6 separate regions of the Mus musculus genome follow, and regions 2, 3, 4, 5 and 6 are each linked to region 1. Evidence: chromatin contacts called from public ChIA-PET, HiChIP or PLAC-seq and promoter capture Hi-C data. All regions are on one chromosome and are shown on one strand. The core of a region is the stretch at or near the end of the contact, and the rest is flanking DNA. Distances in the headings are between cores, read along the strand shown. Region 1 holds the start of Klhl20 (kelch-like 20). Region 2 has its middle 33 kb from the start of Gm31869. Region 3 overlaps Gm31925 (a long non-coding RNA gene). Region 4 has its middle 33 kb from the start of Cacybp. Region 5 has its middle 49 kb from the start of Gm31869. Region 6 overlaps Rabgap1l (RAB GTPase activating protein 1-like).

Region 1 (2,700 bases), core at 77-2,576:
GCAAACAAACGAGCAAAGAAACCCAAAAATCCCTAGACAACACAAAACAACACAACCAAATAAACGAAGTTGCTATTTTCTGACATTACTAGTTTCGATTTACTTGAAACAAGAACGATTAATTCCAAGCAGGATTTGTTAAGGTTTGTGAATAAATAATCGTAAACGATGCACTGTTAGTAGAAGCTTAATTTCAATCACTGAAATCAATGTTTCATATTCTTAAAAAGGCTTACCTGCGCATTGGCTTTCCTTCCCTGCACCATGAAAAGTATCCTTCACCGTGTTCTAAAGCCGTACCTTCAACAAGAGAGAAGTAGTAGCTTACTAAAAACTGTTCGAGTTCTCCAGCAACTTGTATAATCACTTCACTCATTTCGTCTGTAATCAGGAATCTTACATCCTAATGTAATCTTTGCGTAGATGCGCAATCATAATGTAATGCCTTTAAGAGGACTATCACTAACTAAAGATGCTAAGGTGACAGATTATATGTGAATGTGAGGGTGACTGGGAAAGCAGTCAGGATCAAAATAGTCATGATCGCTAGTTGGTGTTTTCTGCTCAAGAAGCACCTGGGGAGTTTTTTGATTTTTTAACTTCACCATCAAGTATATTTGCAGAGTAATCACTTGATACCAGCAGCAGTACTAATTTAGTGACTCGGATAGGAAAAGCATTGTTTTAGCACTGAATCCGAAGGTTGTTAACTTATTCTGAAGTGACAAGCAGGCCGGAGGCGGTTGCCTTTAAAAACAACTCCACTTCCGACCAGCCCAGCCCGGGCAGCTTGAACAAGGGCAGGGAAAGTAGTTCTAGACTACAACTCTCCCAAGCTCTCGTCTTAGTCGCCGAAATATTGTTCACCGCCAGGATCTTGCTGGCTTCCAGAGAGAAAATGGGAGGCAGAGTGCTCGCTCCCTTAGAATTCCAAGTGAAGCTGTCCAGGATGCGGAGTCCTGCGTCCCCAGCAAGCATTGCACAGCCTTGCCCTGGCTTCAAGACACCTCGGGCAGCCAGCAGCAGCGCAGCCTGGAGCCCTGAAAGGCCCGACCGAGGAACCCTACCGTCCCTTAGAGGCACGACTGACAGGCAGCCTAGAAAGCACTGCCCTGACCCCGCCGGGCAGTTCGGCAAGTTGAGCTCATAGATCTGCAAAGCGAGACCTAGGGCTCTGTTCTCCATCCCGTGCTCTAGAGCTCTGACTTACTGGCTTTGACACTTTTCTCTCTGCGGCACCCTCTCTGCCTTCTCCGCCCTCTCTGCCTCCACCTCTGGAGCCGCTAGCGCAGGCAGGATGCGGCTCCTGCAGCGATTTCCTTTCCCTGCACCCGCCCAGATCCAGAAACAGGAAGCGGTCCGATGGCTAAATCCTTCCCACGGAACTGCACGTGTTCGGGCAAGTAGTTCCGTCATGGCTCCGGAAGTAGCTGTGCCTTTCGCTGAGCGTTTCCCAGGACTGGTACCATTAGTCGATCTGACTTTTACAATATACTTAGAGAGCAACCAAATAAAATATGTATGAGGTGAGGGTTTCATTTTTGAGTATATAACTAAAAGTCTGTTGCTGATGTATTGAAAACTATACAAGGCTATTATTAACCAAAATTTCTTTAGCTGAACTTTATTTGACATCTATAGACTCTGTGCAGTTGTTTTTGATAGGAAATATACCTCATATTAATAAACTTGTAGTGGGAATGATTGGTCTTTAAATTCAACTTCTAATTCTAGTTCTATGATACACTTTGTCATTTGGCCAAGTTTTTTCTTCATATGTACCAGTGATATATAAGTAAATAATATATGTACTAGTAACAGCTATGGATACCCCATTTATTATCAAATACTTAGCATATAACATTGTGTATTAGTTTATCAGTTCTAGTATCTCTCTTATTGAAGGATTTATTACCATTTTTCCAAATGGTGGTAGCATTATGTTTCAGATAGTGCCATTCCAGTCGGTACCAAAGCGTTATGTAACTTACAAAAGGGTAAGGGTATCTACGGAGCATAGCCTGTAAGGGTTAGAGCCACAACTTGATGCCGTGTACAATGGTTCTAGATTCTGGCCACAATTATATTATATCTTCCTCCAGAAAGGTTCAAGGATTCTCGTTGGTCCATATTATTGGTACTTTCAACTTTAATTTTTTGCCAATCTGATGGGTATAAAATAGTTTAGATGTACATTTTTCTGATCCATTGAAATGGCATCTTATATGTGCACCTCTCAGGTTTCTTTTGTGTAGATTGTCTAAAAGTCATCTTCAAAGTGACTCAGATTCTTCCAAAATATGAGTCATGATTTTAATTCTTTATAGCTATACAGTTCTATAGCAAGGGAGTTATAAAAACATTAAGGAATGCTAGTAACTAAAATGGGCTTTTAAGCCAGGGTGAAAGTAATATTTCCTATTCTTAACCCATTGATTCCTTCTTAACCTACTACCCACTGTAAGCTGGCTTGTGCTTCAACTACTCTGTTTCTTTTTAAAGGGGAGGAGTTCAGTGTGAATCAGCTCTTCATATTTATGCCAATTAACAAAGTATACATAAAAATAAACATATGAAAAAACTGGCATTTCCAATTATTATAGAACTCCTACAATCCCATAGGCGTCCTCTTAGGGATCCTAAATTTCTAGTTGAAAATATACTTAGAACTGGTTTTATAATGTGTGAGTCTGGGGCAAT
Region 2 (2,700 bases), core at 155-2,654, 600 kb after region 1:
TTCTTAACCTCTGAGCTATCTCTCCAGCCCTCATCCATATTTTTGTAATCCTTGCAAGTAATGCAATGCAAATAATATTCATCAAGATCCACTTATGCTCATCATCACGGAAGTCACAACATTCAACCCACCAGTTATTGCTAATGGGGTGTGTGTGTGTGTGTGTGTGTGTAATCATGAATATTTTGAAAACCGTATTTCAATATAACTGGCTCCTTTGTAACCCTGCACTTTGCTCTCTATGAGGCACTGTTCTGAGGAAAGGTTTTTGAGCTTCATCCCATTACCAACAGCTCCTCGTCAGCTTGACATAGTTTCAGTGAGTAGATTTTTCTAGAATTTTCTAGCCATTTGGTCACTTCTCACAGTGACTCTAGACTCTCCCCAGCAAGTCCATACCTGTAATCTAGACTTCATGCCACACCTGGTAATCAAGACTCCCACCAAGACTCCCACCTAAAACAACACGCACCGGGTGCTTATACAATGTGAGTTTGACACCTTATAGAAAGAGGTTTACGGAGCTACCACCTGCCGGATCTCGCACGGCACAGCGGTTTCGTATGTCCCTCTGCTAAACCTAGTGTGCTCCAGCATATGCTACTGTGTAGTTCCTAAGGACTGCCAGTGACAGGCCAAGTACCTGAAAGTAGTGGGAAATTCTCCTTTGTGAGGTAGGAGCAAGTTTTATACCCTTACAAAATGCAGAAGTCTTGAATAGCTGAGTGGTTAATTACTGTCTCCTCTCCCCCACCCCCCAACCTGGCTGCTCTTTGTCTCTTTCTCTCTTGCCTTCCAACATAGACTCTGCAAGGCATAGGCAGCAAAGATTCGTCAGGGCTGGATTGATGGAGAGTATGATCTCTTGCTCCTTCTCAGCATCAGGTGGGTTTAACTCTTAAAGAAAGAACCACAGTCTGCCCGAGGTGGTCCTGCCATGACTCAGACTCCAAGGAGCGATGTTAAATTGAAATTCTAGAACAGACATGCAAATAGGTTTCCTCTTGAGTGCCCAGCATCCCTGTGTCACCCGTGGGAGTCGCTGGCCGAAACGTAGAATGAGAAGAATCTCAACAAGAAGAAATGCCACAGTGAACTGACAGTGCTCATCGAGGCTATGAAGGTGACGACATACGTCACAACGTGTCATTTACATGCTTGAGGAAAGCATAGCAGCTGCCAGAGGAGGTGCCACCTACGTATTTTCATGAAAAAAAAAAATCACTGGAAGGGGAACCATGAAAGAAAGCTAGACCCCAAGAAACCTTCTGTTTACTGGCTGGCTCTTCACACTCAATGGGCCTCGAAGATGTCACCCGTTCTGGTCAAATGGCTCAGTATCATGAGCTTTCTAATAGGCAAGAGACTTAAAAGCATAATGACAACAACTAACCCACTTGGAAACGCCCTTGTCATGACTAGCTGATCAAATGAAACTCTGAGTCCTTTTCTAGACCGCATCAACAGTGTCACTCACGATGGGCAAAAAGATCTCAACAGTTCACCTTAAAAAAAAAAAAAAAATTACCCATAAGACCCAGAAACCAGCGACTGCTCTAACGCAAGCACTCCGGCACCGGTGGCCTCAGCTGCTTCGTCTTTCTAGTCATAGTGCCCTTTTGAGCAAGGGTCACTCTTACTCCTAAGAGGAAAGTCGATCTGACTCACTTTCAGAAACTGAAAGCACACTGTGTCCACAAGAGCCGGGACGCTTACTGTAAAACCACAAAACCACATCAGAATTCTTCAGCTGCTCAGGAAGGAAAAGAGTCAGTGGGCCGAAAAAAAACCTCATCCAGACTTCTCCACACTTCGCCCTCCAGAGGACTCACGGGCTTTGCTAAGAGACTGGGAGCCAAGAACAGATTTCCGCAGCCAGTGTAGACTGGGCCTCCGGCTTCTGTTACTGAAAACAGGAGACAATGGCCCAAGGCTCCTTCGGGAAGCAGCACAGCTTTGGTTTTATTGACTCTTCCCTCTTTCTTGTCATTTTCTTCCCCAAATATCCATCCCAGGTCTAAATGTCTGTTACTCAGTTAGTTTGTGCTAGCTGGTATGCCGAGATTAAGAGTGGGACTTTGCTCTGGATCGGGTTCTTTCAGGATTCCAATAGGATGCTTTAATAATTTTATTCTATGGTTGTGTGGAGAACAAACCCAGGCTGACACTTTCATTGGTGAGGTAGCAGGAATCATTGACATTAACAAGAAGGATAACGGATTCCTCTTGACTATCCACCCCTCTTCCCTCAACCCTTCCGGTCCACGACTCAGGGGGCAAAATCCGAATCTTGTGATTTCACGGTTTTCTGCTGCCACCTGGTGATGGCTTACAACCAAGCAGTGGTTCTCAATCTTCCTAATGCTGAGACCCTTTTACACAGTTCTTCACACTATGGTGACCACCTCCCAGCCATGAGTGTATTTCGTCGCTATTTCATAAATGTAATTTTGCTACTGTTGTGAATTGTAATGTAAATGCCTGATATGTAGGGTATCCGTGACCCCCCCCCAAGGGGTCGTGACCCACAGGTTGAGAACTAGAGTTTCCGCAGCCTGAATTTCTGCCATCCTCAGGCTGGCACACGGGGAAGACAAAATGGAAGATCCCAGACCACTCTATAAGCACCCTGAACCCCCAGAGGAAGCCTGGTGGCAAGATTATAGGATAACCCTCACCTCTTTTCTCTCTCCTGTGTCT
Region 3 (2,703 bases), core at 80-2,579, 780 kb after region 1:
GCAAGAGATAAATACTTAGAGGTCAACAGGATGGCTCAATGTCCTTAAGCATCTGCCATCAACCTCAGTGAGATGAACTCGGTCTCTGGTGCCCCACGTGTTGGAAGAGAAGTGACTCCCACAGGTTGTCTTCTGACTGCCACACATGAACAGTGGCATTTGAGCCACTCCTACATAGAATAACTAAATAAATAAAATATAATTTAAAAGTGTTTTTAAAAGAGTTAAACAATAAGAATGGGGGCCCTCTGTACATGTTTACAAGAAAAATTGACTTTAGAAGAAACCTAAATAGAGTGAGTTCATTTCAGACCAAGTGCCCAACTTGGCTCATTACAGGGAAGTAGAATCAAAAAATGTCACTGCCTTTGATTAGGTGAATATACTGCTGCCTCTCTCTTCTTGTCTCACAAAATGCCTGAGATGAAAAATATATAACAAAAATATGAATTGAGGGCCAGGAGAGATGACTTAGGAGCTCAGAGTACTTGCTGCTCTTGTCCTTGAACCCAAGTTCAATGACCAGCACCCATATGGTAGCTCACAACGCTCCATAACTGCAGTTATAGAGGAATCCAGTACCCTCTTCTGAGTTCCAAAGGCATTGCATACATGTGGCACACTTACATATATAAAGGCAAAATACTTACACACATAAAACATAAAAATTTAAAAAATCTTTACAAAGAAATACCAGTCGAGACCCTTAAAATAAATAACACCCCCAACACACACGCACTGTGCAAGTATATGATTTTGACATTATTACTTGATAAGCTTATCATAGAAAACTCATGCTTGGAGAATCTTGCTGGTTATTTTGACATTAATTTCTGGCCAACATCTCCTTCCTTAATTTCTCTCTGTACGAACAGGTAATCGAGATACCCACCAATTCATGGAACCTCTAGTTCACTTTAAGACCGGAGTATCCTGACCTTTGATTATGTGATTATGTTAAAGCCCTGGCACAGTCTTCCTCTTTCTCTTCCTCCACTTTTCCTATTCTTAAAGAGATAGGTGACTTTCCTCTTTCCTACTCAGCGAACATCATCCACAAACAACTGTTGAAGACCTACATCTACTCAAACACTGCCGGGAGACAGCTGTTGGAAAGATTACCACCCATGCTTTTAAGGAGGACATGGGCTAATTCTTAATTCAATTCCTAACTTTTTGATGGAGACATACAAGCACACTTTAAAATATAATTGTGTCAATTTTTAAACATATGCACATAGACATTTCATACTGTAATATTACATGTGGTATGCTTTCTTCTGGTATCTTCTCTTTCATTTTCAATGATGCAGCATGTGACTCACTGCCGTCACTTCACAGTCAAGTACTGTGTCTTGACTTACGGTTTGGAAAACACTCTTGCTGAAATACGAGCAGTCATGTAAATGAGTAATTACATGACAACTGTACTTTCTATTGTTCATTGAAGTATCTATGGGACTCACATTACCTAGTTGGTGAAAGGTTTTGTGGTGGTAGAAACCATGATCTGTATCTCTCAGTATTCTTTCTCTACTCCGCACACATCCCTGGTGTAGTGTCTTGTATAGAAAATATAATGAGTAGATAATTGTTGATAACAGCCATATATTGTCATTGAATATGTTAATTGAGGGCTCTGAGAAATAGATCTTAGGGTTAGTGTGTTTAGGGAGATTTATGAGAGTCAAAGCCAGTGGGATGGGATACAGAAGAAGGTAGAGAGAGCATGCAGACTATGACTGCAGGCTTAACAACCGAGAAGGGGCAGAAGAAGAGAAAGAGAAAGAAGTGAGAAAGATCTTTGAACTGGAAGGAACACAGTTATGGTAAAGCCCCAGTCTAACTGACAGGCTGCTCTCAAGCCAGACTCTTATGGGGCAAGTACTTCACCTTACTTGGAATGCATCTGCCTTAATAGTCTCTACATGGCTCATCAGTGGCTGGGAACTGCTTGCAAGCCTGAGCATGCACATGCAAGGGAATCCTGAGAGCAGCAGTAGAGTTAAAATCTCTGTAGAGGTCTTGGTATGTGCTCAGGGCCACCACAGCATAACAGTGCTCTTCTTACAGACTAAGTTTCCTTTTAAGGTTAGAGCAAGTTGGTTAAAAATAAACAACAAGACGGATGCACCGTGTTCCTGCTTTGACCTTGTTCTGGTCCCCCACCCCCATCCCTCCTAGGCTGTAGAATCAAGTCTCCTTTGTCCTTTCTGCCCCAGGAGAAGCTTTAGGATACTATTATTCCAGTTAGTGTCCCACAGGGATGAGAAGAGGGTGAATGTTCTAGAAAATAAGTAAAGGGTGACCCATGAAAAAAACTGCTGACACCAGCAAGTGTCTGGGGAGAGTACTGTAGCTTCAATTGTAAATGCCTCACAGAGGCCTGTTTGTTAAAAGGCCTGGTCTCCAGAGTGGTAGTGATTGTGAGACATTGAAAAATGGGGTCTAATGAGAGGCCTTGAGGTCACAGAGGGATGTATCCCTGGGCAGGATAAAGGACTCCAGACCCTTCTACAACACTTTTGCTTCCTGGCAATGAGATGAGTAGTTTTGCTCTGGTGTGTGTTCTACCCCATGCTATAGTGCTTCACCAGAGACCAATAAACTACAGGACCACCGAGATAACTTTCCACACTGATTATTTCAGGCATCTGCTGTAGTAATAAAAAGCCCATTAATATAAGAGTTTGAATCTTGGGC
Region 4 (2,700 bases), core at 39-2,538, 890 kb before region 1:
ATGTCTGATTACCCTTGCTACAGAGACTAGTAGGACAGCTTTCGCTTTTACAGTGAGTGCTCAGGCATGGCGAAATCTCAGAGGTTTGAAATGAATGTCCTACTACTGGATACATCAAGAAGCATTTGCTTCACGGGATTATCAATAATACTAAAGAAGATAATATGTGTAAGTCATTATGCATACTGCTTACTTAGCGTACAGAGAGTAATCACTAAAAACCTATTTGCTTAAACATTCTCTAGGCTTAATACAAATGACCACATAATGTTCACTTTCTTCTTAGCTCATCATCTTAAGACAATTAATAGGGAACAAATGACCCAGACTTTCCATGTCGCCCTGCTTCCCTGAGACCAGGCTGAACTCGCCCTGACTGAATGGGGACTTCCGCAGCTCCTGATCTTTGCCACATGCTTCATTTATGACTTCTATCAACTTCCACTGGACCAGGATGAATGGAATCTATAGCTGAAAGGGACTAAATGGGTTTCTTTTTCTACCTTCTATTCCCTCTGCTCCAAGCAGCCTGATTTGGTTTTGTTTGTTTGTCTTCATTTTCAAAGTCAATTTAGGGGTTGGGGATGTGGTTCTGTGGTAAAGTAATTGCCTAGCACGGCCTGAGTTCTGGAGTTCAATCTCTAGCCCTTGGCAGAAGAAAAAAAATCTGATTTAGTGCTGGTTCCCACAGCTTCATCCTGCCCTATTATTATTATTCTCCATAGTATTTAGGTCTTATCTCCCATTTAAAAACCTTTGAGTTGGGGCCGGGAGATCTGTATTGGGAAGTCATGCTGCTTTTGCAGAGGATCCACATTCGTTCCCAGCACCCACATGGCTGCTCACAAAGGTCCCTAACTATAGTTTCAGGGGATCCGACTCCCTCCTTTGGCCTCCTCAAATACCAGGCACAATCTTAAAAACACATTAAAATGAAATTAAAAGCTCTGAGTCACACAATTAGTTGTTTAAATTGGGAAACTAAAAAGTCATAGCAGAGACCATTTTAAGCCATCCTTCAATTTTAAGCTGATGACATTATCAATGAATTTGTATTTAAATCCTATAAAAATTCAGTCAGCCCACAGGCATCAATGATTTACTGTCTGAGACTCATCTAGGGTTTTCTGACCTGGGCCTATCTATTATGAACATTTTCACTTTAGGAAGCAGACTGCAGAGGAGATTTCAAAGTGTACATGACCGCTTCCATCCTAGTACTCATCTCTGAAAATGCTTGCAGAAGAAAACAGGAAGTCCAGAGACTGTCAGCACTGCTGTGAGGAACCAGGGAAGCCAACCAAGCAGAAGGTTTCCTGGAGACAGTTACCAGGTAATGAATACACACTACTTGTCTTAGGTTATTCGAGCTGTGATAAAAACACAGTGACCAACTGAAGCTTAGGGAAGAAGGGGTTCACTTCAGCTTACACTTTCAGGTAGCCATCCATCACTGAGGAAAGTCAGGCCAGGAGCTATTAGGGAAGGGCTTCTATATCCTGACTTGCTAAGCCTGCTTTCTTTATACAACTCAGGACTACCTGCCCAAGGGTGGTACCATCCACAATGAGCCATACCCTCCCCTGCACCCCACACACACACCCATCAAGAAAATGTGAAATACGCTTGACCCCAGTCAATCTGTGCTAGGCATTTTCTTGACTTAGGTCCCCTCCTCCTAAATGATTCCGGCTTGTGTCAAATTGATCCAAAACTAGCTGGCACAGAACCGAAGGGCTTTCTGAATTCCTACATCTTCTCCAAGAGGTAGACAGGTTTTATACCTACAGACTGATAAAGAGCTGCCCAGGGTAGAACAGTCAAGACTCGAACCAGGGCACTGTTCAACAGTGCCTTCTGTTGTCTTCCTTGTTTTGTTTAATGAGACAGGCTCTTAGGTGGCTCAGGGTAACTATGAGGCTGAACTCCCAATCTTCCTCACTCAGCCTCTTAATTGCTAGGATTAAAGCTATATACCTACATACCTGGTCCTACACTTGATCTATGCTCTTTATACACAGTTCTACATGTCACAGACGAGAATTATGGCTGTAACAGAGAGGTGCCTCCAAATGTCAACGTGGCATTAGTATGCTCTTGCTGACTAATATTTTTAGGTAATTATTCTGGCAGCTCTTGGTGTAGGAAAATTACTGATAAAGGATTTAAAAAAGTATGTCACACAAGTTGTTTGGAACCAAGCCAAACCTTTCTCGAGACTTGCATTTTCCACTCTGTAATTAGCACAAGCTGTCCCCTTCCACCTGCCACCCACCCAGTATCTATACAGCAGCTCACTGTGTGAGAAGGCACAGGGGAAGTAGGGTATGCCTTCAACTCCAGCATTTGGGAGGAAGAGGCGGGTAGATCTCTGGGACTTCTAGGACAGCCTGGTCTACATAGTGAGTTCCAGGACAGCCAGAACTACATAGTGAGAACTCAGCTCAAAACAAAACAAAAACAAAAAACAAACAAACAACAACAACAACAACAAAAAATAGAACAAATAAACCAAGAGAAATGAACAGAGCTAGCACCGTGGCCCTCACCCCCGAAGGAGCTGTTGCAGCATCATTTCTATACAGTGAAGGACAAACTCACCTGATCCAAGTCATTCCGCAGAGCAATTTTGCTTGTCACTAGTTCATGGGCAAGGTCATCATTTTCTTGTTCCAACCTCATGCTGGCCTCCTGTAATCT
Region 5 (2,700 bases), core at 135-2,634, 590 kb after region 1:
CTTCTGAACACCCGTACGCTGGTGCCCCCCACTTTCACTGTCCAATGCTCTTCTTTGGGCTCTCCACGGGCATGGAGTTTCATCACTTTGTTTACCACACAGAGTCAGTCACTTCTCTCCATGTGTTCTACTTTTTGAGCAAAAGGACTCGTTATGGTGATTTTTTTTTTCCTAAGCAAAACATGTTTGTTTAACATGGATTTACACCATGGTTAGGGAGGAGAAAGTAGAAATGACCATAGTAGGTTTTTGTTTAATGTTCTTTTTTAACTGGAGGGGGGGGAAGAAAGGCAGAGAGACACAGAGAAGAAACACACTGAATGTTCTGGAAGAACACTGCCTACTAGCATGCTTCCACTCTCTTGATCTCAGTCCACATTCTCCTTGAAGCAGGATGATTTAAAATCACAACCCAATACTTTCCTGCTTGAAATTTTTTAGAGGCTTCAGGAAAGCCAGACACCTTCCCCAGACACTGCAGTCTCTGCCCCCTGTCTCTGGCCCCTGCCCCTGCCCCTGCCCCTGCCCCTGCCCCTGCCCCTGCCCCTGCCCCTGCCCCTGCCCCTGCCCCTGCCCACAATGTTCTACATGTCCTAATAATTCTTCAGGACCTAAGCATCTGCCTAGCCTTCTCCATGAGTCTGGCGTTGTTGATGTTTTGTTTTGTTTTGTTTTGCCCGTCTTAACTACAATTGCAACTCCTCAGAAGACCTTGTGAGTACACTGACTGAAAGCAAGTACAGTTATTCTCCATTGGAATTAAAATAAGAACTTAGTAATGCCAAACTTCAGATCTGTACTCTCAGTGGCAGTAAGTTCCACTCGTGGATTAATCCCTTGTGCCCAGCCTCACTCATTGTTGTCTGCGACAAAACTGGATGCCTTCTATACATCAGCTCGTCTTCTGACATTCTAGAAATGTCATTTCTAAAAATGTTTGCTTTTCTTATCAGTGCCTAAACAGACCCAGCTCTAACACCAAGGACCTTTGAAACATGAATTTTGTGTTCTGCCTCCACTCCTGGACCCTCTTCAGGAGGCGATCCTTAATTTTTCATGTTTGTGTTGTTTCTAGCCAACTACTTCTTGCTTCAAGCTTTGTTATAGCTTGCTTATAGCATCTTTGAAAGAGCCTTGAATATTTTCAAATATTGAAGTACAAAGCAAATAGTTAAATACTATGTCAAACACAGTTCTCACTAGACCATGTGTCTATGACTATCAGATCGGTTATAAGCTGACAGGAAGAAAGAAGGGAGAGAAAGATGTTTCCTGTTCTGGGAGCCTGTGCCTCATGGTCAGACTCTCCCATTAATAAAGCTCCAGCAGTCACCGCCCAGCCCACTCCTACACTGAATCACTATCTGCACTGTCTCGCAGCAATGCCGTGGCCATTTGACTGAACTCTTTCAGCTGGGATCTGTCTCGCTCTGTCAGAGCATGGGGCCCAGGTCTGAACAGTGACCATGTGGATGTCATTCCAATGAATCCCATAGACCAGCAGCTTGCACTCTGACTGCCTACCCTGACCATATACTATCTGTAGTGCTGAATTTGTATTCTCCCTAAGTAGACAGTCAGTCTCATAAGAGGATTCCTGTTACTGACTTCCTTTGAGTCTCTTGAGCGTGTCACAATAATGGGGACATTGTAATTCATCACTGGGTGCTTGCAATTATTACAAATTCCTGATTTCTGCAGCCCATTCAACAGAAGTTTAAAAAATAGCAAAGGTTAGAGGAAAAGGCTTCTGGTCTAATACAATCTTACTATGTCTGTAGGAAAGGCTCACTGGGAGACCAGAAAAGACACATGGGACTGAGCATGGGACACTTAAGGGAGAAGAAAACAGGGGTGTGGGGGAAAGGCTATTGCTCCCAGGGGAAGATGGGTAGCCTTGAACAAGGAAAACTAGAAACCCAAGAAGAACAGCAAAGGCCATTGGCTGTAAATGTAGAGAGAACAGAAAGGAAAAGAAGAAATTAGCATTTGCTGTTCACCAGTGCGAGACAAAATGTTGAATGCTTTATATATCCCAAGATGCTAACAGATCTCAAATTGTCCATAAACTATAGAACTGAGAACTGAGTCCCAGTCTACCTAGCAAGGAAGTCTCCAGTTCATAAATAAATATAAAGAGTTCAGATAGTGATAGGAATAGAAGAAAATATGTCTCATGATAGAAGGGCTTTTAAAGAAAAGAGGGAAAGAGAAGATAGAAAGAGTGTCAGGTTGAAAGGTTAGGAGCAGCAAATCTGTGTGGAGCTACGAGGATGGGGGACTTAAGACACTAAACAAGCCCACAGCAGACATGGTAATCCATATTTTAAAGTCCTGGTCATTTTTTTCTAGTCTAAGAAACAATTCACTGCATTCTCATAATTAAGAGAATTTGTTGTGTATTTTTAATGCAGGGTCTTACTGGGTATCTCTGGCTAGCCTACGAGAGCAGGCCAACCTCAAACTCAGAAATGTGCCTGCTTCTGCCTCTTCAGTACTGAGACTCACAATGTAAGCTCACAAGCCTGAGAACTTAATTTTAAGTTCCCTTGATTTGTTCACGGACTGGTTCATAATGGAATATTCTCAGGAAGGAAGAAACCACATGTAAAACACATTCCATTTTAAAAGAATGACCCACGAGAAGGGTGAAGAAGTAAGCCACCGACAGGAAGGAAATGTGTGCAAAAGCACCACTAT
Region 6 (2,826 bases), core at 231-2,730, 860 kb before region 1:
AGGAGATAAGGAATGTCATACAGGAAGGTTTTGTTATTGACTATGATCTCGGTAGTCACCAAGTACTAGAGATAGAGACACCACAGTTCTGTTCCACACTCTCATTGTCGAGTAGAAGAGTTACTGTTGGGTAGTAGTAGCCAATAAATCTAGACTTTGTAGATATTCTGGCTACCCAGAGTCTTAACATAAAATTCACAGGATCAGAATACTCTATATGGTATTTTTTTTTTTTTATCAATCCAATCCTCTGTGCTCATTAGAAAATTGGTGTAGATTCAAGTACAGTTGGATTAAATTCATAGTAATTATCTTTTAACTGGGCCTTTTCAATACCAATCCCTAAATCCATATTAGTGAGCTACTCTAATCCATATACATGTGCATCAAGCATCAATTAATCATGTCAAGGAATAGATGTATTTCCTCCTATTATTTAAACAAAACAAAAGAAAATTTTCTGAAGCTAAGGGAGGAAACTAAGAAAGTGAAGGCCTACCAGCTGTGCTGAGTTGTGGCTGCCTGTGTGAAAGGCTGGAAATCTGAAGGCGCCCGTAGAAAAGGCTAGAAAGAATGAGCTGGGACCTAAGAGCAGCCAACCTATGTTGCTGTCACTTGATTAAAGTATGGATCTATTCTAGTGGCTGGTGGTTCAATGACAACATTTTCTGAAAGAAAAAAAACTGATGCACACTCTTACCAGATATTTGTATCTATTCTGGATATGAGAAGCAATTTATGACATGAAGGGGCCTTATAGGAGTCATCAGGCAGAATAACAGATACTAGACGTCTCACTTGTTTGTTTTGTGGTATTGAGGATCAAAACCAGGTTTTGACACATGCCAGCAACCATGTTACTATTCAGCCACACCTAACATTTATCCCACCACCCGTTTCCCAGACTCTCTTTAAAAATAATCTTGGGACTGGGGAAATACCTCAGTGGTTAAGAACAAGTGCTGCTCTAGCAGAGATTTTGTTACCAGCACAAACGGGAACTGCCACTTGCAACTCCAGTTCCAGAGTATCTAATGCCCTTTTGACCTTTGCAGGTACCAAGCATGCATGTGGCACACACGTATACATACAATCAATGCAGTTATAAACATAAAAGAAATCCTTTAAAAATTGCTTAAGTAACTGATGAGCCAGGCTTGGTAACAAATGCCTGTAAGTAGGAAGTGGAAGCAGGAGGGTCAGGTGTTCAAGTTTCTCCTCAGCTACACAGCAAGTTCAAAGCCAGTGTGGGCTACAAACAAAATGTGTGATGGTTAATCATCATTGTCAACTTATTGGAGTTGGAATCTCCTATGAAGCATCCCTCTCCCAGAAATGCCTGGGAAAATCCCCAGACAGGCTTAATTGAAGAGAGAAGACTCATGCTGACTGTGGGCTGCACAATTAACTAGACTGAGATCTGACTACACAGGAAGGAAATGGGAAAGGCAGTGGAATGTCACTCTTCATCTTTTTTTCTGTTTCCACACTGTAGATGTCATGTGAGCAGGAACCTCACAGTCCTGCTGTCAGGCCTCCCCTGCCTTGATAGGCTGTGTTCTTCTAACTGAGCCTAAACAAACCGTCCAGCCTTGCATTGCTTCTTGTTAAGTACTTGGTCACAACAGTAAGAAGAGTAACCAAGAAGAAATGAATACATTATTGTTAGGAAGCCACTAAGGTTTTAAAATGGAATAGCAGGCCTGAGGATGTAGTTCTATAGAAGGACTACATGCAAGAGACCTTAGAGTCTTTTGATCCCTAGAACTGGTAAAAAATAAGATAATACAAAGTTGTCAGAAGGCTAGGCTGACTAACTCCATGACAGACTTTGAATATTTCTCTGTTTCCAAGAACTGGGCAAGTCCAGGCAAGTCCAGGCCTCAGAAGCTGCCCCACCACCTGGCCTGAGGTAAGGACAATAGGTCAGCAGCATTTTCCAACCAGCCCCCATGCCCGCCAGGGAAATGGAATGTCCTCAGAGATAGAGCCAAGATTAAGATAGAGGGGCCAAGTTTGCTGACGTCTTTCCTTTCACAGTTCACCTATCACATGCCATTTTCAAGGGCATGCCTGCAATAAGAAACAGTGAAATGACAAGACACTCCTCAAGTCTCTGTGATGTCACAGGCTTCCTCCAAGCAAAGGATTTGTGCAAAGTACAGAACTCATTAAAATGAGTGTGGATGAAGAAGAGTGGAGAGAGCCCTGATTTAACATTTAAATGTTACTTCATTATATTTTATTACCAGAAACTATGTGGAGATTGTCAGCTACAACTAGAGTTAGTTACACTAAGCCCACTGAATTTGGCAGAAGATCTATCCTTGAGCTTTCGTAAGCCTTTAAACATATGGAATTGCTACCCAAACTCCTTGGACAGTGAGGTATACCTGTATTTCCTTAGCTACTGTCATTGAAAAGTAGAAGACAGACATCATTAATAATTATCCATTTTCTTCTCTATGCCCAAAGGCTTCAGGATATACATAAAATTATTTCTGATGGAAGTTTGTATGACAAACCTTTAGCTCAAGGTTAAATATCTTGGTGATAACCTGAAGTAAATGCCATCATTTGAAATATGTGGAAAAGATGAAAAAATTATTTTTGTTTTATATTTCCACAGTTCAGTTTTCTCTTTAAAGGCTTCAGTCAGAACTGATCCCTGTAACCGCTTCTCCTCACTGGAGCTCTGCTACATAAGAAGCCTTTTGACTTTCTAACACAAATCAACAGAATGACATCAAGCAACACTAACTGAAGAAGGAAGTGTTCAACATACAGTCGGGATCTAAATGGGCCTCTTACATTTACCCACAATCT

What was found. Promoter capture Hi-C pulls out the DNA fragments that hold promoters and counts their contacts. ChIA-PET counts read pairs in DNA pulled down with a chosen protein or histone mark. HiChIP or PLAC-seq counts read pairs in DNA pulled down with a chosen protein or histone mark.
Region 2: a promoter capture Hi-C map of pre-B cells shows a contact between it and region 1, with 4 times the contacts expected there. The contact joins the enhancer-like site here to the promoter of Klhl20 in region 1. A contact is called at or near these places in 15 of 39 promoter capture datasets (the 3T3-L1 cell line, 3T3-L1-derived adipocytes, the HPC-7 cell line and 11 more), 2 of 484 Hi-C or Micro-C datasets (the MNK3 cell line and embryonic fibroblasts), 10 of 115 datasets of contacts at active chromatin or transcription factors (the 230-238 cell line, the NIH/3T3 cell line, bone marrow-derived macrophages and 6 more) and 1 of 9 other capture datasets (adipose tissue).
Region 3: a contact with region 1 is called in an RNA polymerase II ChIA-PET map of memory CD8 T cells, with 9 read pairs. The contact joins the enhancer-like site here to the promoter of Klhl20 in region 1. A contact is called at or near these places in 4 of 39 promoter capture datasets (cranial neural crest, neural stem cells, neutrophils and 1 more) and 4 of 115 datasets of contacts at active chromatin or transcription factors (effector CD8 T cells, large pre-B cells, memory CD8 T cells and 1 more).
Region 4: a promoter capture Hi-C map of hematopoietic stem and progenitor cells shows a contact between it and region 1, with 2.7 times the contacts expected there. The contact joins the enhancer-like site here to the promoter of Klhl20 in region 1. A contact is called at or near these places in 6 of 39 promoter capture datasets (the C10 cell line, hematopoietic stem and progenitor cells, liver and 2 more), 1 of 484 Hi-C or Micro-C datasets (B cells) and 1 of 9 other capture datasets (adipose tissue).
Region 5: a contact with region 1 is called in a promoter capture Hi-C map of the HPC-7 cell line. The contact joins the enhancer-like site here to the promoter of Klhl20 in region 1. A contact is called at or near these places in 5 of 39 promoter capture datasets (the 3T3-L1 cell line, the HPC-7 cell line, cranial neural crest and 2 more), 6 of 115 datasets of contacts at active chromatin or transcription factors (bone marrow-derived macrophages, effector CD8 T cells, large pre-B cells and 3 more) and 1 of 9 other capture datasets (liver).
Region 6: a contact with region 1 is called in an H3K4me3 HiChIP or PLAC-seq map of bone marrow-derived macrophages, with 4 times the contacts expected there. The contact joins the enhancer-like site here to the promoter of Klhl20 in region 1. A contact is called at or near these places in 3 of 39 promoter capture datasets (the C10 cell line, hematopoietic stem and progenitor cells and liver), 2 of 115 datasets of contacts at active chromatin or transcription factors (both in bone marrow-derived macrophages) and 1 of 9 other capture datasets (liver).

Annotation. Positions count from the first base shown.
Region 1 is chr1:161,130,153-161,132,852 of GRCm38.p6, forward strand. It overlaps Klhl20 (kelch-like 20), which reads right to left and starts at 1,327. Exons shown (of 12, transcript NM_001039482.1): 1 at 1,211-1,327; 2 at 237-300. The coding sequence starts at 244.
Region 2 is chr1:161,733,352-161,736,051 of GRCm38.p6, forward strand. No RefSeq gene overlaps it. Among named protein-coding and RNA genes, the nearest start is that of Gm31869, 33 kb to the right of the region's middle. Within about 2 kb of position 1,405, at least 158 of the 459 cell types and tissues checked have an H3K27ac peak or open chromatin away from gene starts, as enhancers often do. A contact at or near this core is called in the 230-238 cell line, the HPC-7 cell line, the MNK3 cell line and 5 more, where this site is marked.
Region 3 is chr1:161,905,937-161,908,639 of GRCm38.p6, forward strand. All of the region lies in intron 2 of Gm31925 (a long non-coding RNA gene), which reads left to right. Among named protein-coding and RNA genes, the nearest start is that of Gm31925, 11 kb to the left of the region's middle. Within about 2 kb of position 1,330, at least 46 of the 459 cell types and tissues checked have an H3K27ac peak or open chromatin away from gene starts, as enhancers often do. A contact at or near this core is called in effector CD8 T cells, memory CD8 T cells and pro-B cells, where this site is marked.
Region 4 is chr1:160,244,858-160,247,557 of GRCm38.p6, forward strand. It overlaps a transcript of Rabgap1l not described here. Among named protein-coding and RNA genes, the nearest start is that of Cacybp, 33 kb to the left of the region's middle. Within about 2 kb of position 1,289, at least 104 of the 459 cell types and tissues checked have an H3K27ac peak or open chromatin away from gene starts, as enhancers often do. A contact at or near this core is called in B cells, adipose tissue and hematopoietic stem and progenitor cells, where this site is marked.
Region 5 is chr1:161,717,062-161,719,761 of GRCm38.p6, forward strand. No RefSeq gene overlaps it. Among named protein-coding and RNA genes, the nearest start is that of Gm31869, 49 kb to the right of the region's middle. Within about 2 kb of position 1,385, at least 14 of the 459 cell types and tissues checked have an H3K27ac peak or open chromatin away from gene starts, as enhancers often do. A contact at or near this core is called in the HPC-7 cell line, where this site is marked.
Region 6 is chr1:160,273,546-160,276,371 of GRCm38.p6, forward strand. All of the region lies in intron 19 of Rabgap1l (RAB GTPase activating protein 1-like), which reads right to left. Among named protein-coding and RNA genes, the nearest start is that of Mir1927, 21 kb to the right of the region's middle. Within about 2 kb of position 1,481, at least 23 of the 459 cell types and tissues checked have an H3K27ac peak or open chromatin away from gene starts, as enhancers often do. A contact at or near this core is called in bone marrow-derived macrophages, where this site is marked.